2 separate regions of the Columba livia genome follow, and region 2 is linked to region 1. The links are chromatin contacts, called in public Hi-C maps. All regions are on one chromosome and are shown on one strand. The core of a region is the stretch at or near the end of the contact, and the rest is flanking DNA. Distances in the headings are between cores, read along the strand shown.

Region 1 (3,998 bases), core at 878-3,377:
TAGGCAAATACTAGCCATTTCAAGTTAAAAATGAATACACAGTGAAAAAGCCAGGTAACATAAAAGTGTATTTGTTATCAGAACAGCAAAATAATGAAAGCTAGCCAATTCTGGAAACCAGGAATTTTGTTAAAAAACAACCTCGCAGTCAGATGTGAATGAATCTCTACGTCAGTTTCCCTGGGGTACTGCTTCTACAGATGGGCACCACTGCACTGCCTGCCTCCCCCTCCCAGAAGGGTTCTTAGAAAAGTAATGCCAGTTGGTGTTACACTGTAAATAAACATCCATCATCTCCATTTGCCTGCTTTGAAGATTAATAACTCCCCCCAGTCTTACCACCTCTTTCAACAGACCAGCTCCACCAGCACTAGCAAGGTTAGAAAACCCTGCACCCACCACCCTAATGGCCAGCTATCACCTCTGCTCCAGGAGAACGTACAGTGTCAGCAGCCAATACACAACCAACCTCCTGCCTCAGGTTGTGCATAGAGTGGGAGCAGTACAGGCAGCGAAGCAGCAAATGAGCCCTACAGATCAAAAAAACTCCACCAGCTGTCAAACAGAACTCACTTAGGCCCCTTCAGTTTTGGAAGCTCTCATCTCATCCTGCTCTGAAGTACCAGAGTTGACTGCACTTGCACGCATGCCAAGCTGTATATTGAGAGCTCCTGAGAAGAAAAATCTGCTCCCCCCATATTTGCTTCTTAGACTGAGGAAAAATTCTGCCCACCAATAAGTATCAGTTGAGATTCATGGTTGTAGTACCATACTTAAATCCTCCTTTGTCTGGCTGTCTAAGAGAAAAACAGCTTTTCTCTATCCTCAAAATATGCAGCCTCCAGTCTCAAGAAACACACCTGATGCCTATGGAGAACTACTGAGACCTTCCATACTCATTCAGCATAGGACCAGAATGCACAGCTGGCAACACGAGGGCAGGGATAGACTGCTTCAAAGAATGCTGATTTTAAATACCTGAAACTGTGACTGTATAGTACCCCCTAAAACCAAGTCTAGCAGTAATGACAAACCAAAGTTTAAAGAAGAAATAAACAAAATACTGGAAACCACCTGGAACACACTGGAGGCTTTAAGCTTGCTTTTGCTGCTTGACCAAGGTCTGAGATAGAGAAGATCAGTGTAATCAAATTTCAGTTGCAGGTGTTTCATCTCAAGAGGAGCACAAGTACACAGTTTTATAAAACACTCTTGATCATATAAGAGTAGGAAAAGAAATAGATCACATAAGAGTAGGAAAAGAAATAGATCACATAAGAGTAGGAAAAGAAATAGATCACATAAGAGTAGGAAAAGAAATAGATCACATAAGAGTAGGAAAAGAAATAGATCACATAAGAGTAGGAAAAGAAATACACATCAACAAGAAAATTAGCTATTTTAAATAATAAGAAAGTATCTAGGGTTTTTTTCACTTTAATATCTGTGAACTTTCAAACATAGAAAAATAAACCCAAGGGTTTTATAGGCAGCCAAAATGCAGGTATACCAGATGGTTGCTGTTCCTCAGATAAGTGTATTGTCTTTATTAAAAATGTCTAGGGGTTAGGACATTTCCCTAACACCCTTAGTTTAATCTTTTCTGCCTTAGAAGTATTTACTTGGTAACAATCTGCCTCATCCTCTTTTCAGGGGAGGCTTTCAAGTTCTTTCTCTGTGGCAAAAGACACTGCATTAAAAATGTAAATGAAGGTTATTCAGAAGTGTAAATGTGGTAACTAGTGTCCTTTCAGTGACTTTACAGTGACTCATTCTAGACTTTCAAAAACACATCACTAACATCACACGCCACTATTGATAAGAGTAAAAAAAGTTTCCTGTAACTTGAAAAGATGGAAACAATTTCTTTACTCAACAGTCAGTACTTGGAAAAGTTATTAAACAGAGGTCATAGAAAGGCTTCATTCTAACGAAATAGTGCTGAAAGTTTAAACTGTGGGGGAGAGAACTAACACAATCATGGATTTCCTCTAGCGTTGTTCTCAGAGCCGCTTTGACATAGTTAGAGATAGGGTAAATGTGACAAAGTTCTCTGAACCTGCCAGGAAACATATCAGGAGGAAGTGATGTTACCCCCTGTCCAGATCAACCTAATGAAAAGAAGAATGAACTCTCATCATTTTTGCTTTAAGATTACTCAGACCTAAGACCAGTTTCTATATTACAGAGCATGCTCTGTTCCTCCCCAGCACAAACCAACCATGGATAATTTTAGGAGGACGCTATAAGTCACCAGCCTGAATAGAAATGGAGGGAGAGGGATTAAGTTGCAGAGCGGAGACAGCAGCTGCCCCAGCTCTACTTCCTCAGTCTGCCTTCACTTTCACTGGCCTAGTGCTCCTTACCTTAGTCAACTGATTGATCCTAGCTTGCAACTGATTTAACCTTGCCTGAATTGCTCTAAAGCCTCTTTTTAGTCCGTCCTTCCTGCAACTATTGCAGGGGAAATAAAAAAAAAAAAAAGCACACCACAATCAAAAGAGACAAAAATGACACCAACAGACCAACAGGACTGCCCATATGCAATCAGAAGGAACGCTTGCTATTATGCCAGAAGTGTGGCATACCTTGGTAGACATTTCGTGACAGCTTTAGGAAAGCACACACAAGCTAAAAACAATAGGGTTTTAAAGGCTGATATTAAGAAGTTAAAAGCATTTGCTTGTTGCAGTTTGAAGCTATCAGACCAGTTCAACTGAAAACAAGAAAGACTAATTCCCTGAGGAAACAAACCTGAGGTTTCGCTGTTTGACTATAGACATAGAGAGAGACAATATCCATTCCTTAGTCCTGGTTCTCTACATCTTACAAACGGGTGGGAAAAAAAAAAAAAAAGGATCAGTATAAGTAGATTGGCCAAAACAAGTCAGTTATAGAATGTGAACATCTAACTTTTGTGAGAAAGTAGAGCACCTATTGAAGAGAACAGCTTCTCCTCAGTGTGGAGGTACAAAAAACAGCAGCCCAGCCATCCAAAAATTCACCCTTCTTTTGTTGGTAATTTGCTTAAACGTCCTGCTCAAAGCCCAGAAGCCTGCTAAATACTTCCAAGCTATGTTTGCTTCCCAAGAGTTTCATAAGCTGAACTGGCAATTGAGAGAAAAATAAGGAGAGGAAAGAGGAGAAAAAGGCTGACAAAGTAAGCCTTTGTTTATACATAACTTCAGTGTTTTTCTTCGCCACTTCTGGGGCTTAGGTATATGCAACATAAGTTAAACTTCAGTTACACTTCAATTTTGTGTTATTTTTGCTAAGGAATGACTCATGCATTTGTTTAAAACTACCTATCATGTATTTGACTATTCCTTGTACCTCAATATGCTTACACAAAAGTTTAAAAGCTTAGCATTGGGAACTGAATACCTGACCAGGATAAAATGACATTCAGAATATACAAAAAATAATTTCTTAACATAATAATCTGACATCTTGCTGCAGAATTACATCTACTATTAAATGAAAGAGTTCTCTCTTTCTCCCTCTCTGTTGCTATTGCTAACCAAAACAAGGAGTTACCCAGAAACTGTGATTTAAATCTAGCATTTGAGTGTGACATGAGATCAGTTCTTATGTGGGAGTAGTGATACTCTGCATTACAAATTTAACACCAGTGTCTTGCACCTACACCTACATGAACATTTAAAAGAAAAGTACACAATTTAGGTTGAACATTGCTATGGACTTTGTGGACATGGCACTGAATCCCTAAAGCTTCTTAGAAAAGCACTACTTTCCTCAGAAAAAGGAAGGTTATGCGGCAAGTTAACTTCCTCCCTTCATCTTTATCAGCTTTGAAACAATATGACAAGTAGACCTATTTGTGATGCTCCATGTAAAAAGCACAATTACTTTGAGACTGACACCTATGCTCTAAGACTGGCTAAATGTATTTATGGTATTCAATATTGCATTTCAAGCCATTAATGCAAATACAGATTAAAAGGCCCTCTGCTCCCCACATCAGGTCACAGCAATTC
Region 2 (4,138 bases), core at 822-3,321, 110 kb before region 1:
AAAACGCCAATAGAGGAATGAGAACAACCTAAACAGACAGATATTATGTAGACTATATGATCAAAAAAAAAAAAAAAAAGCTGGAAAATGCACTTTGAAGAAGTGTACACTATATTATTCTGCTCCCCATATTTGCAGGAGACTATTACAGACAGGAAACAACCTGCATTCCACGTAAAGGGAAGGCATTTTCAAGAAGTATCAGGGTCATCTGAAGAATTCAAGAGGCCTCAGCTACTACTTGGGCATATACACTGAAAACTGCAGCTAACAGTGAGCAAGTCTGGGCTCACCACGTACCAGGGGCCCACGACACACAACGTTTCCTGTGACTGTTGTCACCAGAAGAGCTCCTGCTCAGCCCTGACTGGCACACTCTCGCCTGATGCCTGGGATGTGCAGGGCTGATCCAACCACCGGTTTATATCAACAGCCCAAGCAGGATTACATACGCAACATCACCTATTTATTTCTGCTGTCTAGGTTTGGCTTTTACCTCTAGATAGTATCATTTTAGAACTTTCTTGCTAAACACTTAAGTTGAACATTTGAGGAATGTTAAGTACAAACCAAGTTTTACGTAGTCAGGACCACGAATTATGACTAAATCAAGCTTGGTTACCCCATGTGATTTATCGTAGCAGCAGTCATAATCTTCACAGGTTTAAGAAATGCCATGTGCCTAAACCTGACAGCTGTATAACTATTTATCAAAACACCCAAGCTCCATATTTATAGAGACATTTCAGTGTAACGTCCTCAACCTCTCCTCTCGTGTTTGTCCTCAGCTAGATAACAGCACCTAGATAACTACGCTACCTGGATGTTTACAAAAAACAGGCATCCGTGTCTGAACGTTATTATTCAAAGAATAAAGAATTCACTTTCTATTCTCAACAGCCTATTTTAACATTTTTACATCAATGGATCAATTATCAATGGATCTAGCCTGTCACTTTCATGTACTTTGTGACCACACGTTGTACTATTTGAGCTCTTAATTTTATTGGATGTTACTAATCCCCCTAAAACAATTCAAATATAATTTGAACGCTAACATTCTTACATTTTCAGCCCTCAGTAACTCTGCAATATACTTACAGCCTTGAAACATGCCCTGAGCACCCACCGTGCTGCTCCGGGGATTTACCTGCTGAGCTCGTAGTCTCAGGCCTTAATACTTAACCCAGTTTCTAATTAAATCTTTTCGGCAAGAGGGCAGTATCTGAATCGCGTGGAACTTTCTGCCACGAATACTCATCAAACTCCCTCCTCTCTAACACACACCCCCCTCAGCCCCTTCTCCAGGCGGGGCACAACCCGCAGGCCGGCACACACAGGCTGCCAACGCAGCCTTTACCACACGGCCCCATTAAAGAACCACAAGGCCACCCCCTCACCTCAGTGGGCCGCCAGTGGAGCCCCGCGCCGCAGCCCCTCGGCCCCGCTCAGCCGAGCGGTCCCGCACCCTCTCCTCTCCGCCCGCCGCTCCTCAGCGCCCCGCCGCCGCCTCTCCCGCTCCCAGCACCGGCCACGCCGCGGCGCGGCTCCGCCTCCGGGTGAGAGGTCAGCGGGAGGGAGCGAGCAGCCGCGATGATGGCGGCCGGGAAGCCGCGGGGCGGCGCGCAGGGGAAGCCCAGCCGGCGGCGCGCAGGTAGGTTCCAGACTCCGCGTACCGCTCCCCCCACCCAGCGCTTTGAGCTCTCCCTGTGCCCTCCGGCCGGCACAGCGGACTCGCCCAACTCGCTATAGCGGGGGGAGCGGCGGGACGGCCGCGGGCGGCGGTGCGGGGCCGCTGCCGCGAGCTCGGCGGGCCCCGGCCGGGCCGGCTGCGTGGTCGGGGCCGGCGAGCGGCAGCGGCGGCTGGGGCCAGCGCCCCACGGCGGGCGGCTGAACGAGGCGGGGCCGAGCGCTCCGCTGTCCCCTCGGGCTGCGCCCCTGCCTTCTGCCGCCCGGCCCTTCCGAGCGGCAGGCGCGCTGCGGCCGCAGCGATCGTCCGTCCCGCTGGTCGGAAAACTGCGTCCTGGCGGTGTGAGCGTCACAGCCCGCTGTGCCCGCCCTGCTACCCTGGCCTGAGGGAGCGGCTGCCCCAGCCCTCCGGGTGGGTGGGCGGTCCGGTCCTGCCCGGAGCCCCGCCAGCGGTGGGCAGGGACGGCTGGGCTGCAGAGGCTGTCGAGAACCAGGGGGAGTGTGCGTGGCACAAAACCATTGTCAGAATTATTTTTCCTTTAGCCTTCTGACTATACAAAAGATGAATGCGAGTATGAAGAGAGCTGGGCTTCTCTGTCTTCACACTTATAAAAAGCGTGTCTAGCTAGTTGCTGAATGGTTACCAGCTTACTAAGTCACTTTCAGCCACAAAAAGCAAGTTTCCAAGCAATTCTCTTGATTATGCTCGCAGTTTAGAGGTTTTAATATTTTTCACGTTCCAATATTTTCCACTGTTAAAGGAAGTACACTGATTTCTATATTTGTATGTTTGATTTCTAGGAAATAAGCATTCAGCTGCTCTGAAGAATGAAGATGCTGCTCAAAGGTATAATTTCTAACTAACAATATGTGACATTCATGTTGTTTTGCCTCACTTTGAAATTTCATTCTCTGCTTCGCATGTTTTTTCGCTTTCCTAGAGTACCATGACTAACTTCAGGAGATCACCAGCGTCAGCATCATGCAGGCTTGTTTGAAGTAACACTATGTAACTGCTAACAGCATGCACATACATGTGTTGTATAATATGCTAGAAGTTTATAACCTCCAACATTGTGTTTCCTTACTCTATAGTGCTTGCTTTTTGCCATCTTAATTTCTTTGCATACCTGCCGTTTTTCTTTATTCACTTTAAAAACCACACTTGATAGGGAAAAATCCCACTTTCTGCCATGGGCAATTACCTGAATGTTTCTTTGGTTCTGTAGTAGAGCTAAGCTTCCAGGTGAATCCTGTAGACCTCTGTGGGTTAAGACAGCAGACTAACTGTACATTGACAACCTCCATGAGAAGTGCTGTCAGACGGAGATCAGAGACACCTAGGTGGTTGCTTTCTGGGTATTTGCTGACAATGGCTACTTTGTACCCTCACATTCAGTCTTGTCCCAGACCATTTTTCTTCTCATTCTTCATGTCTCATCGGGCTCTGATTTTCCTGTCAGCACCCCATAAATTGTCCCAGGCTCTTTGTCCAGCCAGTTCTGGGTTCTCCTCTCTTGCAAGAAGAATTGGGTGACCTTGTGGAGAAGTACCACAATGCAGTAACAGTCAGTACTTTTCCTGACTGGGGTGGAAATAAAGTAAACCAGGGTTGGAAACTCCTTTGTGGTTATTACAGAATTGCTGGTCCAGTTACTTGTTGCTTTGTTTGGCCAATGTGGTGTGATGTAGAAAAATGTAAGCCATTGTATTTCAGGAAAAAGGCCAAGATACCATTGGAGAATTGTTTATGGAAATCTGCCCTCTGTGTCTGTTCTGTTGCAGGAAAGCAGCTCTGGAGGCTGCTATGAGAAAGAAGATTGAATGTGAGAAAAAAGCATTGTCTATTGTTGAACAGCTCCTGGAAGAGAACATAACTGAAGAGTTCCTTCTGGATTCTGTAGGTGTTGCATGTTTTTATGCTATTTTACATCTTAGTGTTCAACTTCTTTTTTTTTTCAAGTTCTTGGAACAATTTGCTGCAGTTTAAAGTAGGCAAATCATTTATGTGCTCTCTCTTCAGCTCTGGTGATGATTGCCTTATTTTCAAGGGTTCTACAATGAAAACATAGCCTAGTTATCATAGAAACAATTTGGTTGGAAGCGACCCTCAAGGTCATTAAGTCCAATCCTTAACATAACACTGGCACTAAAGTGTGTCTCTGAGAACCTCATCTACACATCTTTTAAACTCCTCCAGGGATGGTGACTCCACCACCTCCCTGGGCAGCCTGTTTCAGGCTTTACAACCCTTTCCATGAAGAAATATTTCCTAATATCCAATTTAAACCTCCCCTGCTGCAACTGGAGGCCATTTCCTCTCATCCTATCACTTGCTACTCAGGAGAAGAGCCTTCACTTTATTCCCAGAGCCTTTGTTTATGCCTCTGTGGTTCTGGACTGATAGGTGAAGTATAAAAATTAGGTCTGCATCACATCATCTGTGAAT

What was found. Hi-C and Micro-C count contacts between places; a contact is called where the count stands out from the background.
Region 2: a Hi-C map of liver shows a contact between it and region 1, with 3 times the contacts expected there. The contact joins the promoter of GLMN here to the enhancer-like site in region 1. A contact is called at or near these places in 2 of 2 Hi-C or Micro-C datasets (crop and liver).

What each region holds. Positions count from the first base shown.
Region 1 is chr8:24,505,825-24,509,822 of bColLiv1.pat.W.v2, reverse strand. The region is part of intron 21 of EVI5 (ecotropic viral integration site 5); the gene reads right to left. Among named protein-coding and RNA genes, the nearest start is that of GFI1, 35 kb to the left of the region's middle. Within about 2 kb of position 2,127, at least 1 of the 3 cell types and tissues checked has an H3K27ac peak away from gene starts, as active enhancers do.
Region 2 is chr8:24,616,818-24,620,955 of bColLiv1.pat.W.v2, reverse strand. It overlaps GLMN (glomulin, FKBP associated protein), which reads right to left and starts at 2,071. Exons shown (of 19, transcript XM_065072622.1): 1 at 1,401-2,071. It overlaps RPAP2 (RNA polymerase II associated protein 2), which reads left to right and starts at 1,546. Exons shown (of 12, transcript XM_065072619.1): 1 at 1,546-1,654; 2 at 2,491-2,536; 3 at 3,475-3,589. The coding sequence starts at 1,594.